4 separate regions of the Mus musculus genome follow, and regions 1, 3 and 4 are each linked to region 2. The links are chromatin contacts, called in public Hi-C and promoter capture Hi-C maps. All regions are on one chromosome and are shown on one strand. Each heading gives the region's core, a stretch centred on a gene start, on an enhancer-like site or on the middle of the called end of the contact. The rest is flanking DNA. Distances are from core to core; before and after follow the strand shown. Region 1 overlaps Katnal1 (katanin p60 subunit A-like 1). Region 2 holds the start of Tex26 (testis expressed 26). Region 3 has its middle 63 kb from the start of Ubl3. Region 4 overlaps Gm36405 (a long non-coding RNA gene).

The links. Promoter capture Hi-C pulls out the DNA fragments that hold promoters and counts their contacts. Hi-C and Micro-C count contacts between places; a contact is called where the count stands out from the background.
Region 1: a Hi-C map of the G1E-ER4 cell line shows a contact between it and region 2, with 1.9 times the contacts expected there. The contact joins the enhancer-like site here to the promoter of Tex26 in region 2. A contact is called at or near these places in 2 of 39 promoter capture datasets (hippocampal neurons and second pharyngeal arch cranial neural crest), 2 of 484 Hi-C or Micro-C datasets (the G1E-ER4 cell line and cortical neurons), 1 of 115 datasets of contacts at active chromatin or transcription factors (neural tube) and 1 of 9 other capture datasets (embryonic stem cells).
Region 3: a contact with region 2 is called in a promoter capture Hi-C map of hippocampal neurons, with 2.7 times the contacts expected there. The contact joins the enhancer-like site here to the promoter of Tex26 in region 2. A contact is called at or near these places in 2 of 39 promoter capture datasets (hippocampal neurons and liver) and 1 of 15 datasets of contacts at CTCF or cohesin (large pre-B cells).
Region 4: a contact with region 2 is called in a Hi-C map of cerebral cortex, with 1.9 times the contacts expected there. The contact joins the enhancer-like site here to the promoter of Tex26 in region 2. A contact is called at or near these places in 5 of 39 promoter capture datasets (hematopoietic stem and progenitor cells, hippocampal neurons, liver and 2 more), 1 of 15 datasets of contacts at CTCF or cohesin (large pre-B cells), 3 of 484 Hi-C or Micro-C datasets (cerebral cortex, cortical neurons and embryonic fibroblasts), 7 of 115 datasets of contacts at active chromatin or transcription factors (craniofacial prominence, differentiating embryonic stem cells, embryonic midbrain and 4 more) and 1 of 9 other capture datasets (embryonic stem cells).

What each region holds. Positions count from the first base shown.
Region 1 is chr5:148,895,466-148,898,778 of GRCm38.p6, forward strand. The region is part of intron 4 of Katnal1 (katanin p60 subunit A-like 1); the gene reads right to left. Among named protein-coding and RNA genes, the nearest start is that of Katnal1, 32 kb to the right of the region's middle. Within about 2 kb of position 1,761, at least 112 of the 459 cell types and tissues checked have an H3K27ac peak or open chromatin away from gene starts, as enhancers often do. A contact at or near this core is called in the G1E-ER4 cell line, cortical neurons and hippocampal neurons, where this site is marked.
Region 2 is chr5:149,437,514-149,440,940 of GRCm38.p6, forward strand. It overlaps Tex26 (testis expressed 26), which reads left to right and starts at 2,147. Exons shown (of 7, transcript NM_029464.2): 1 at 2,147-2,274. The coding sequence starts at 2,214.
Region 3 is chr5:148,488,137-148,491,432 of GRCm38.p6, forward strand. No RefSeq gene overlaps it. Among named protein-coding and RNA genes, the nearest start is that of Ubl3, 63 kb to the right of the region's middle. Within about 2 kb of position 1,380, at least 183 of the 459 cell types and tissues checked have an H3K27ac peak or open chromatin away from gene starts, as enhancers often do. A contact at or near this core is called in hippocampal neurons, where this site is marked.
Region 4 is chr5:148,801,487-148,804,444 of GRCm38.p6, forward strand. All of the region lies in intron 1 of Gm36405 (a long non-coding RNA gene), which reads right to left. Among named protein-coding and RNA genes, the nearest start is that of Gm36405, 6.3 kb to the right of the region's middle. Within about 2 kb of position 1,320, at least 26 of the 459 cell types and tissues checked have an H3K27ac peak or open chromatin away from gene starts, as enhancers often do. A contact at or near this core is called in cerebral cortex, where this site is marked.

The DNA.
Region 1 (3,313 bases), core at 511-3,010, 540 kb before region 2:
TTTAGTCTGTCCTAAGTCCTTTTGCTAATATTGTGGCTTTAAGAAAAAAAAAATTCTAGGCTCCTATTCTATGAGCTGCAGGACTCTGCAAGCGTCCTGCAGTGCTGAGGTGGTGAATGTGACGATGCTCTGATTTCTCAGGGATTCCAACCACAAGATCAGCTTTAATGTGTAGAGCCACACCCCTTCAAGAGCATCAGCCCCTTTCTGTCTGATAGAAAAATGAAGGGCAAGGGGTCCAGTGAGGAGACAACAGACCATGATAGACTTCTCCAGTTTCACTTCTGAGGTAAACAAAGAAGCAGTCAGTACCAGAAGAGAACCAAATGGCTCCTGTGGCAAATGTCCTGATCATCTGAGCCTCCGAGCAAATGGCCAAACAGTGTGTTGGTGACCTCATCTTGAGGACCTGCTCACTTGGGCAGACTAGTGCTAGGGCTAGGTCAAGTGCTTAGTAATATCCTTGTAGCAAAAGTGGCAGGTATTAAAACTGACTCTATTAAAACAAGCTCCTAGCATAACAACACAACAAACAATACCAACCAACTTAAAACAAGTTCTGTCTCGGATCACATTTTACGACGTGGCTAGGCCATGGCTATGAGTCACTCGCAAGTCAAACCCTGGGAACACTATGACCATTCTCCAGTATGCTCGAAACGAGGTAGTGAGAGCATCAACAGGGGCCGACTTTGTGATTTCAGATTTGCCACATGGAAAGTGAAGTTCAAATCTCACTTTCACACAAATGCCCTCAGAACAGGGAGGCGAGGCTGGCTCGATACACACCAAGAGGAAGGAAAAGCCCCATCTCTGACTCAAAGAAATGGGAATCGTGGGACTGTCCAAAGGCAGATGTGAGCAGGTATCAGACAGCTCATCGGATTGCTAGCACGGTTTCCAGGCAGGGTGAGGATGCACTGTGGCCCTCTCTAAGCACCTATCCAGCCCCCCGTGGGAAAGCCGAGCTGTTGACGTGACTGAGGACAGGATGGAGAAACGGGCAGCATCCGATCTGACCTGCACTTCAGACAACCCTGGTGGCTACTGCTGGAAAGGATGATGGGAAGGAGGAGGAATCTAACAAGTAAAACCCTTTCCTGCACAGAGAAGTCGGTGCGAGCCTCTGAACGACCTGGCCAGTCAAAGCAAGATGGTGAAGGGAGAACTCTGAGGCTACAGCAGAATCACCGTGAAAGTGGGCGAGTAGTGTCATTATCACAAACATAAAATAGGGCGGGGAGAGCTGATACATACGCCGTGTGCCTGAGCAGAAGTAGTCCATTAGCTGCACTACTTTAATAAACAGACAGCTTTCAAGCAATGAAGCTGACATCTGGGACATGGGGTCTTCTACAGAACACTAGACTGGAACATCACAGAGTGACCTCAGAACTCTTTCCTTAGATTTGCGCACGAAGCACTAAGGTCAGAATTAGCAACCATTTGACAGTGTGAAGGCTGATAGACACTTTTCTTTTCCCTAAAGCAAAATAGTTAGCTTCTTTGTACTAATTTCTAAATTATTCAAATCAAGACAACTTCCGTAAGGATCTTTTGTGAGTCGTGCCTCTTATTCTATGTGAAGAAAATGAGGCTCTAAGTGACAAAGCAAATATTTATAGCTTGCAGTCAGTGACTGACACAGCCTGTCCCCAAATGCAAATAGCATGCGCATCTTCCTTTGCAGCTCCTCTCACTGTGGGACTGAGTGATTAAGACACAGACAGCTACTGCTCTGTGCCGTGCATTTTACAGACACATTGTTCAATGACCAGCTGAGAAATGGCTCGCACATCACACCACGTGGAGGAGGATTCCGGGAAATGTGGGCCACGAAAGCCAATGAGCTACTACTGGAACCACCACCCTTGGCTGCTGTTACTGCGGAGGCCGATAGGAAGCAACAGAAGAGGCGGGTTTCAGATCAACATAGGATTTTTCTGACAGCGTGTCCTGTTTGACAAAGATACTGCCTTTCTAGTCAGGCAGTGAACTACATACAGTCACCCGAACATCTCCGAGCTGTAGACGGCCTGTGGCTCTTTCTATAAAGCTGTTGCTTCTCCCATGTCCAACTTACCCTCTGCTGCCTGGACTCAGTAGATAAAAACAAATGCAAAATTTCTTAGACGTATCATTTCTTTCTTTCCTCCCTTCCCTGCCTCCCTCCCTCCCTCCCTTCCTTCCTCTTTTTCTTGGTGTCAAGATTAATTACATCCATGGTTGGGTAAGCACTCTTATCAAAGAACTACATTCTCAGCCTCAATATATCAATTATACATATTTAATTGTTTTTGTTTTTAAATGTGTCTGTGTGTGTGTGTGTGTGTGTGTGTGTGTGTGTGTGTGTGTGTGTAAGCCAGGGACATGAGATCCTCCTGGAGCAGGAGTCACAGGATTGTGAATTACCTGACCAAACTCAGGTCCTCTAGGAGAGCAACAAGTGCTCTTAACCATTGAGCCATCTCTCCAGCTCCAATATCTCTTCTGTAAACTGCTAATTCTGTATAATCTTTTTCATGCCTCTGTTTGTCTCCCACTGTCAGGTCAGTCTAGCAGCTGACATCCACAATGCTCACGGTGTTGGTGCCCTGGGAACCTAGCACATATCAGCACATTCAAGAAGCGAGGAAACTGGCAAACCAAGTCAGCCGCCCGTCCAAGCGGCAACAGCGGCCTAGGCACTCTAGCTGTGGGCCTGGGCTTGCAGCCAGTTTGTTCACAGGGCACACTGCTGCACATGGGGGCTGCTTCCACCCCACAGCAGAAACAAACACAGGAAACGTTAGACAAGGACGCCAGCCTGCAGCCCACCGGAGCCCTACTGCCCCACAAAGTAACGCAGGCAGACAATGCAGAGCACACTTACTGACGTGGGTGCAGCGCCCTACACTGCCCAATCAGGATACAAGGATTGTAGCAACAGATCCACAGCAAGCTCTGTGCTCACCAATATGCACACTCTTCCCACAATAGTCATGAGCAGGTTTAGTGTGCCAGGCTCTGTTCTAGGCACAGAATACAGCAATGAAGCAAAAAGACTGAGACCTCAGTGCTCATGAGGTTTAGGAGGAATAAATGAAATATGGTTGCTAAGACTTCACATTCAATCTTCCCATTTATAAAACACCACATTTAAACAGAGATCACAAACCCTTGGAAACTTGACAACCTTGAAACTGAGAAAAAGCTCAACAAAAATATACAAATTCTAAAATCAAGAGCTGAGGAATGCTCACGGAGCTCGGCTGAATCCCAGTAAAGGTGCTCACCCTGAGGGAAACACACAGGTGAGACAAAACCTCCCCAT
Region 2 (3,427 bases), core at 897-3,396:
CACTAAGGCAGGCTGTCAATCACCTTCTAAACAAGGTTCCAGAAATGTCCATTGTGCATTTCCTGTCTTCTCTTTCTAAGAGCAAGTGGTAGCCATGTTCTCATCTGGAGGCATTCAGTAGTAACTAAGAACCTGCTATGTGGCCAATAGTCAGGCAGTTGCCAAGATTATGAACATGAAATACCCTTTGCAGTCAGTGATTAATACATAGTTTCTTGTGTTGTGAGGGGGTCCCATAAGTGAACCAGAGAGCTACAATCAATAATCAGTCAATCAATCAATCTGACAACACTACAAGGTTTCTGGATGTTCAATGCTAACTGGTAATTCAAAATCAAATCAAGCAAGCTCAGAGTGTTTATTATATAGAGTTGAACAGAGGAGTGAGGTTACTGTGTATAGCGGAACAAGAAGACCAGGGTATTACATCGAGATAAAAGGGATGCAGGGTTTATGGTATTCAGCTAGACCACAGAGACAAGACTAGGTCATGGTATCCCGGAAGAAAGCTATGGTGGACATTTTGACACACGCTGTCCACATCCCCACTAAAGAACTGGGATCCTTGATGCAGTCCTTCCCATTTCCCTTTGAGTCTCACTTAGGAATGCTCCTTTCTTTCTTTTTTTTTTTTTAATTGCTATTTGATTTGCTGTCCTGAATTTTATAAAAACATTTTAAGTGAGTTTTGGCTTGGGATCAGGGCAGAACTTCCAAGTGTTTTTTGAAGTGGTCCTAAGCACATTTCTGACCTTTTGTGCCAGGCATTTATCCAAAATGGTCTTCCAAGTACTGGTGATTATAGGAACCAAAATATTGATGGATTCTGAAAAGCCCCGAAGATGGTCTCATATTCAGCATCTCCTATTCAGCCGAGATTTAATTATTTATGTAAGATAAACAGGTCATCTCATTAATATGCAACCTCAATAATATGACGTCTCATTAATATGCAAATTTGCTTCATATCTTTCATAGATGGTAAAATTGTATGCACAGCAATGAATTGCTTTTTAAAATAAAGCTCCTCATGGTTCATTATCAATAAACATGTGACCTGTGTATTTGTCTTATATACCTTATATACTCTAGCTGGCATAAAAATTTCTCAGGCACAGTGTGATCACAAGTGGAAAAAAATTAAAAGCCACACTCTAACATGTATAAGTGGGTAGGATCAGCCGGCCAGTGTACAGTAACAAAGTGGCATCCTATGATTGGTACTAGGAATATAGTTTGGGATTTTTTGTATTTATTAAAAATAAGGTCTGGTGTAACCCAGGCTGCCCCTGGACAAACTATGTAGTGGAGGATGACCCTGCTGCATCCATTATCCCTCTGGACTCTCCGTAATTAGCCTGTGCCCAATGTTTCCCTGAAGTAACTAGACACTAGCTTAGGATGCTCTGGGTTGACCTCACACAGACCTGATGCCGAAACTTTTACCTTTCCCTTATACCACATCTTTCTCATCCTTGAGTGTAGTCGCTGTGTCCTACAGATTTCCATGCCAACCTTGCCCAATTTTGCTTACATTGAAAATTATGAATGGACACAAATTTGCGGTTGGGCGTCTGTCTGTCTGCTTCTGGGTTTTTAATATTCGGGGTATTTAATATTTTGAGACAAGGCATCTCTTTCCAGGGTTGGGCTCCTGCCTTAGCCTCCTGAGTTCTCGGATCACCGGTGAGCACCAGTATACCAGGCTAAAATAAACTTTTTTTTTCCAGCCTTTTCCAGTTTGCTCGTATTTGCCAATACATAAAACAATGGCATAGTATTGCAAGGACCAGAGCAGTGTCTCTCCACCTTCCTAATGCTGCGACCCTTTAATATAGTTCCTCATGTGGTGGTGACCCCCCCCCCAACTACAAATTGTTTGGTGGCTACTTCATAACTGTAATGTTGCTACGGTTATGAATTGTAATGTATAATGGTAACATCTGTGTTTCCTGATGGTCTTAGGTGACCCCTGTGAAAAGTTCGTTCGACACCCCCCACCCCCAAGGAGTCGTAGTCCATAGGTTGAGAACTATTGGATTAGGGCACTCCATGAAAGTCAGGAATCAGCGTGATGCGCTCACCCTCTGGGTCCAGGGGCGGAGACTGAGGCGTCTCCATAGCGACGCTTCACAAAGGCACGCGCAGAGGGTGGGGCGCAGAGCGGAGTACTACTGCCTTGTCAGGGCGGGAAGGCGACCTTTTGGGACAAGATGGCCCGGTATAGGAACAAGGTTTCGTGCCCTGCTCAATGTGACCCCAAGCTCCAGTCAAGTAAGACTGCCCACGCTGCGGGTCTGCGGGGCGTGGTGTGCTGTGTGTGCGGTGGAGTTGTTTTAAATAAGGCAGTTTTTTTTTCCCCAAGGGCATCAATCGTGAGAGGTTTGCCTCGCTTTTAGAGATGGCAGGGAGGCGCAAGTGAGTCAGGGAGAAAGATCAGCTGTCCAAAATCACACTCCTGTCCAGCCCTTTATACTCCCCTCTCTAAAACTCTGGGGTGTCCCTTTAAATACTTAAGGAAACCCCTGAGGAGACATGATAAAGCCACAGCTAGTGTCCTTCCAAGGACAACAGAGCCGAAGACAAATGAACAGAACTGGGGACGTAATGGAGGGAGAGAAGGAGTCTGGCTGGTTCTTTAAGTCGCAAACAGCAAATTCAGTGGGGCGGGAGGGAGGGGAGGGGCGGGATCAGCCGGCCAGGGCTGCTCTGTCTGCAGACTGGGCTGGGAGCTGAGCCCTTTTCAAAGGCGCTCTGCCAGGTGACAGATGGAGAGCCTTGCTCTGTGGTTCTGCTTGCGGCGGCGGCAGCGGGTTTACCAGCTCAGCGTTTTGCGTTGGTGAAGAGACATCACCTCCCCTGGCTGTTAGTTGCGACTCGAGTAGCATTATTACTGAGTGCACAGTCAGCGTATCCATCCCTTCGGAGCAATAATGGCCGGCTGCAGCCGTCTAGCCGAGCTGGCTAAGGGGCTGTGAGGATTCTTTAGAATGATGCTCCTAAGAGAACAATGAAGTGGGTGTTTACATTCCAATCTAGTTCTCTGTAAACGAAGAGTGGAAAGCTGGAGTGTGTGTGTGAGGGGGGAGGGCGGGAAGGAGCGTATTCAGTTAAAAAAAATGTTAAATGTTTTCAGATTCTATAGGACGGCGAGGTCAGGAGATGGAGGAGGGAAAAGCTCCCAGGATCCCCAAGGGCACTCCTTAATTTCCATTTCCCTTTTTCTAAACACTCTGTCTGTCAGGTATTTTCCTAGGCCAGTAGTCTCCTTCCTTGTCTGGAACAGATAAGAGTTAGGATTCCTCCTCTTACGGAATTGATCACGTACCCCAGGACTTCCGGTGCTGCACAAACTGCCAGGGACTCTACTGTCTACACTCAGTACCCAATGCCAAATGTTCAGACTGAACTATCCCGCTCTTGATCA
Region 3 (3,296 bases), core at 130-2,629, 950 kb before region 2:
AATAGGGTCTCTCCTTGAACCCGAAGCTTATGAATTTGGCAAGCCTGGCTCCTTGGAGAATGTCTTAATTAGGGCCTATTGCTGCAACCAAAAGCAACTTGAGGAGAAAAGGGTTTATTTTGCCTAAACTTCCAGTTAACAGTCCATTACTGAGGAAAATCAGAGCAGTAAAGGGACCTGGAGGCAGGAGCTGATGCAGAGGCCATGGGTGGGGGTGGGGTGCTGCTTACTGACTTGCTCCTCATGGCTTGCTCAGCCTGCTTTCTTATAGAACCGAGGACCACCAGCCCAAGGAATGGTACCCCACCAAACCACTAATTAAGAAAATGCATTACAGGTTTATCTGCTTACGGTGGGCTCTTCTGGAGGCATTTTCTCAGTTGAGGCTCCCTCCTCCCTGATGTCTGTAGCTTGAGTCAAGTTGACATACAACTAGGGATTCTCCGGTCTCTGCCTCCCAAGTGCTGGCATTACTGGCATGTGTGGCTACAGTCAGCTTCTACATGGGTGTTAAAGACTGAACTCAGGTCCTCGTGCTTGCATGGCAGGTAATGGATCAATTGTTCTATCTCCCCAGCCATTATATGTATGTATATATGTAAATTACATATACATAGATCCAATACGTATATATCTGCCGTTCCCTCCCACTTTCCTGTAAATGTCATGATTTTATTCCTCTTTACAGATGAATAACCCCCAGTTGTTGTTTTTTGTTGTTGTTGTTGTTTGTTTGTTTGTTTGTTTGTTTGATCCATTCTCCAGATGATGGGCATTAGGCTGGTTCCATCTCTTAGCAATTGTGACTGCGGCAGCAGGGGTCTCTGTAGTGTGTTGGCATGGGGTACTTTGGATAAATGCCTAGGAGTGTTAGAGCTGGGTCATATAATAGTTCTATTTTTAGCCCTTTTGAAAAACTCCCATACTAATTTCCTTGGAGATAGCATCAGCGGTCCACATTCTCCCCAACAGTGTGTAAGACTTCCCCTTTCTCTCTGACCACATAATTTTACACCCCAGGCACCTGAGTTTTAACTGAGTCTTAATCAAGTCTCCCTTAGACACAACGTAAAGGTTGTGATTATTTATGCAGCCTTGAAGTGCCATTTCCCTGAGAGTCACTCCTTGTGTTCCTGTAAAACCTCGCTCGCATGTCTGCTTTCCTGCTCACTGTACACACAGACGCAGGTTCCCCCAGCTGGAGTAGCAAATGGACTGCTCACCTCCTGCTGTCTCTCAGCATCTAGCAAACGCCTGTAGGTGTGTTGGCTGGAGTGAAAAATGCCCCCCCCCCCCAAAGGCTCAGTTCCCTGGTTGGTGGAGATTTGAAGGGTGGGGAAGGGTGAATGGAACCTTCGGGAGGTGTGGCCTTGCTGGAGGAAGTGCGTCACTATAAGGGGGTGCGCTTTGCAATTTCATAGCCCCGCCCGCCTCCAGTTCTCTCTCTGCTTCTTGAGTTTGCTTGCGGTGGAGGTGTGATCTCTTGACTCCTTGCTCCTTCATGCTTCTACCATAATGGACTTTTAGTCCTCTGGAACTTAAGCCAAAAGAGATGCTCTCATCTCTAAGTTACTTGTGGTCAGGGTATTTTATTACGGTAACAGAAACTGATACCGTGGGTGTTAAGGACTGAAGTGTGTCCTATGCTCTTAGGCTGATATGTTGACATCTTAACCCCCAGTACCTCCAACGGGCCCTCACTTGAAAAGAGGGTCACTGAAGGTGTAATTAGTCACTATGACTTCACAGTAAATCCCAACCCAGTATGACTGGTGTCATAAAAAGAGATTTGGACACAGGCAGGGAGACGCAGTTTGACCGTGAAGGGAGAGCAGCAAGCGCCATGTGTCTGTGAGAGTCTGCCAGCTAGCCTCAGGGCTTGGAGGAAAGCCCAGTGCAGAGCCTCTTTAGCGGCTCTCAGAAGAAACGAGCACTGCAGACTTCTTGCCTCCAGTGTCCAAAGGCAACAATCTCTGTATTGAAGGTGCCCACGTGGAAGCTCTTTATATGGGGCCCTAGCAAAGCCACGGCTGTGTGACAGAGAACCAGCACAAACTCAGCTGCGACAGCAGGGGTGGTGGCCCGTGGTTTCCTTTCCAGGGAGTAGCTCCTGAATTTGACAGCGTTCTTCTCGTACTGTGCAGAATGCCCTAATCTACTCGAGATGCTCATGTATATAAGACGAGGTGCAGTCAAGGTCGCCATTTGCTTAAACGAATGCATCCCAGTAATAAGTAGGAAGCCGGCAAGCTCAGGGACACAGCTAAATACAAGGGGTCAAGCCCCGCATGGTAAAGTAAATTAACTAAATGAAAAATAACTTCTCTTTAAACTTTATTTGTATAAGCATTTGCCCGTGTTTATGTTGTGTTACAGGTATGTGCACCCTCAGAGGTGAGAGGGGGGCATCATTTGTTCTTCTTTCCCCCTCCCTCCCCCCTCCCTCCCCGCCTTCCTTTGTACTTCTGTCATTGGCTGATGCCCAGCCAATGTCAGGGACCATGCCATTGAGTCTGTGGGACTGTGAACATGGTAAATCTTTTTTCTTTAGAAAGCTGACCTTGCCTAGGCTACTAGAAAAAAAAAAAAAAAAAAAAAAGATGTGATATACCATGAAAAATAAGTTCCTGAGAAATTTGCTACAGAAAAAAAAAGCTTGTAAAATTATAGGATCAACATAATCATGCCCAATTTTCTTACATTTGGGACAAATCTCTCAGCTTTAGAGTGGGGGCCAAGATGTGGCCCAGTTGTGGGAGGCATCCTGAGAGAGGCCACTGGTGAACTTCCCACGGAACTTTGACTGAAGGTCTGGGAAGCCTCTATCTTTGTGTCTTTTGAAGAAAGGGGCGGGGCCTGATTTCACGCAATGACGGAATTATTTTACCAAGTCCATCCATCATCCTGGAGGCTTCAGGAGCCTCTGTCCCTTGGCGCTGACTGGCAGGGTCTCTACTGAGCCCATCGTGGCCTATACTCTGTCCCCTGAGCCTGATCAGCCGCTGCCTTTGGACCTTACCCTCAACTCTTTCTCTGCTCTGTCACCAGTCGGCCTTCGCTGTGGGTAGAAGGGCTCGGTAGACAAACCAGTATCTGAACATATGTAAGCTGTTTATTCCATCCATAAAGCACAGGCCGGCTCTGAGGAGGAGCAGCGGTGTGACAGGAAGGATAACAGCCCCCGTCGGTCATTCAGCGTAAGGGGGACTTGTTCCTAGCAACTGAATAAGCCATTTCACCTGTGTGCAGTCGACCTTGTGGAGAAAAGCGTCTGGACGCAAAGACATCGCTGCAGT
Region 4 (2,958 bases), core at 70-2,569, 640 kb before region 2:
CACCCACAATGGGCCCTACCCCTTTGATCACTAATAGAGAAAGTGCCCCACAGCTGGATCTCATGGAGGCATTTCCTCAAGAGAGGCTGCTTTCTCTGTGATAACTCTAGCCTGTGTCAAATTGATACACAAAACCAGCCAGTACACCCCCCAAAGAAATAACTTCTTGATTTATAAAATAAGCAAATATCTCATGGATTTTATAAAAATTGAATATAATAACATTAAGATGAGAGGTAACTTGGGTGTGGTGGTACAGGTAGAACCTGAGTGTCTATCATGGCATGAACAGGTGACCAGTGGTCATGTGGTGTGGTCAGGGCATAAGATGCTGTACACTCCTAGGCAAGGTACAATGACAGCCATTTAGAGGAGAGCCCAGAAGCACAGGTTGGGGGTCAGCTGTGGTGGGCAGAGGCCAGTCTATGAGTCTATGAACACAGCTTGGGTAGATCTCTGAGTTCAAGGCCAAGCCTGGTCTACACAGTCAGTTCTAGGTTCCTGGCCAGCCGGGGCTACATAGTATGACCCTGTTTCCAAAACAAAAATGAGAGAAAAGACAGCTGGGATGTACCGTGTGCATAATACAAGCCAGGCACTTTTCTGAGTCATTAGAATGTGCTTTCAAATTCCCGTAAGAACTCTAGGACATCGAGGGCAGTGTTCTGTTGTGAGTTTATTCATTTGTGGTAGGTGGGTGTTGAAACAGTCTTACTGTGTAGTCCAGGCTAGCCTTTGCTTAAGATCCTCCTGCCCATACTCCCAAGTGCTAGCATTTCAGGTGAGCATCATCACACCTGACAGAGACTTCCAGTTTCCTTATTCTACTGATAGAAGAAGAAATCAATGCAGTAGGCAGCAAGAGATTGCACCGAAGGCCCCACTCCCAGTCATCCTTAATATGCACAGCCTTGCCCCTTGCTTTACCCACTCAACACATTGGTACTGGCCTCCTCTCCTTCCTCAAATGGGGCAGTGGGAACAGTACCTGGCATGAACGAGACAGTCCCTAAATACCCATCCTCAGCCACTTTTCAGGAGACCGTTATCTGGCCCTCTGGAGAACTGTTCTCCTGCCTGCAGTAAATTAACACTGGTAGCCGATTTCTTTGGGGGTGATTTTGCCCTGAGCCCTGGGTCACTGTGTGTGCGTGCCTATGAGTGCCAGTGTGTGACTGCTCATGGTTCTCTGTAGCCAGCTGCTTTTCCCACCCTAGCTATTCATAAGGACAATGAAGTGTCCTCTTTATGAACACAGCTTGGGCAGGAAGCTAGGCTGCATAAAAGATGCTCGCCGGGTGAGGGGCATTCTCGGAGGTTTGGCACTGATGAGCCGTAACAAGCTAGGCCATGGGCAGGACCGTCAGAACACGCTCAGGGAACATCTGGCTCCAGAGTCTGTGGCCTGTGTTCAGGAACTATGAGGAGCCGATCCACCAGAGCCTCTGGCTGTAGATTTTAAAGGTTTGCTGGGAGAGTGGAGCCCGTGAGTGAGTCATATGCAAATGACTTAGCCAGGAGATTTTTATTAGCTATTTAAAAAAAAAAATTAGGATCCAACATTTTCCATTTTCTTGTTTTCAAAAAGCCCCGATTAAAAGAGAAGGTAATTTGTTGCTCTTGTTTGGTTTGCTTCTGATTCCACCCACCCACCCACCCACCCCAAGGTCTTTCCAGTTACAGGCTGGAGGAAACTGCATGAACCATGCCATCTGACCCCAACCTATTCTAGGACAGAGCCAGGTCTGCAGCTGGCAAGCCCGGGCCAGGGTAGACAGTAGTCTAAGGGTTTTAAAGACCAAACCAATCCAACTCCCCCAAATGCATATCCTTTTATAACATGTTCACCCTTGGTGCAAAAAGCCAAAAGGCTGGGATGTTCACTAGCCTCCCCAAGGTCTACATCCCTCTAAGGGGTATGGACCGTTTACAGGAGTCGTCACATAGAATTTGAGCGTATGTGGCTCCCACACTGTGAACATCTCTTCCACGAGAAAATTCTATAACCAGGTTCTGTGTGAACACACATCTGGCTCTGGGCCACAGTCCAGGCAGATAAAGAAACAGCGGAACAGTCCACGACTAAACTCTGTGTTCTGGAACCCTGGGCATTTTCCTGCTCCCATGACCCCCAAAGGCACCCAGCACCTTACTCAGTCAGCCCAAGCATTCCGGAAGGTGACCTTTCCCTCCACCTGGCAAAGCATGCAGCCAGAGTCAGGTCCTCTGGCTTATACTGTCCCCACTCAGCTGTAGGCCAATTCCAGCTCCTGTGAGTGAGCCTTCTCCAAGCAAAGCGCGTGGCCAGAGGGATTAGAACCAGGCATCCCTATGCCACATTAGGGCACCCTCCACAGTACAGGTGATTAGAGACTGGAGCCCAAAGCGATTCTCGTCCATCACGAAGCCCAAATGCATGTCCTTTTATAACATGTTCATGTTCAGTCACGTGTCCGCCGTGTCTCCTCTGTTGTCTGCTTTAGAATCTTATCGTCCTTTAGCATCAGAGCCCTCACCCACGTGCCTCTGACTTCCGCATGACTTCCAAGGTGACTTCTGTCTTTCACACTGATCTCTTCATCCACCACTTACCCCTGAGCTGCTCCCTGCCCTGCCCTGCCCTGCCCCGCCCCGCCCCACCCTGCCTTGTCCCACCCTGCCCTGCCCCGCCCTGCCCTGCCCTGCCCTGCCCTCGAAATACCCACTCCCCTGCACTCAGGACCCAGCTCACAGGGACGGGGCCCCAGAACCTTCCCCATCCCCATGGTATGCTGCTTTTACCCATCAGTCAACTATCCAGTATCTGTCACACTTGTGAGTGTAAATTGCCGTGGTTTCCTTAGGCATGTCTTTGCACCTGGACCCTGAGGTTCTCTGGTTGATGATGGCAACGTGGGCTGCTTCTTGTGTCACACCACGAGGTACCGTCACCCAGGCAATGGTTAGCGAAGCATGCTG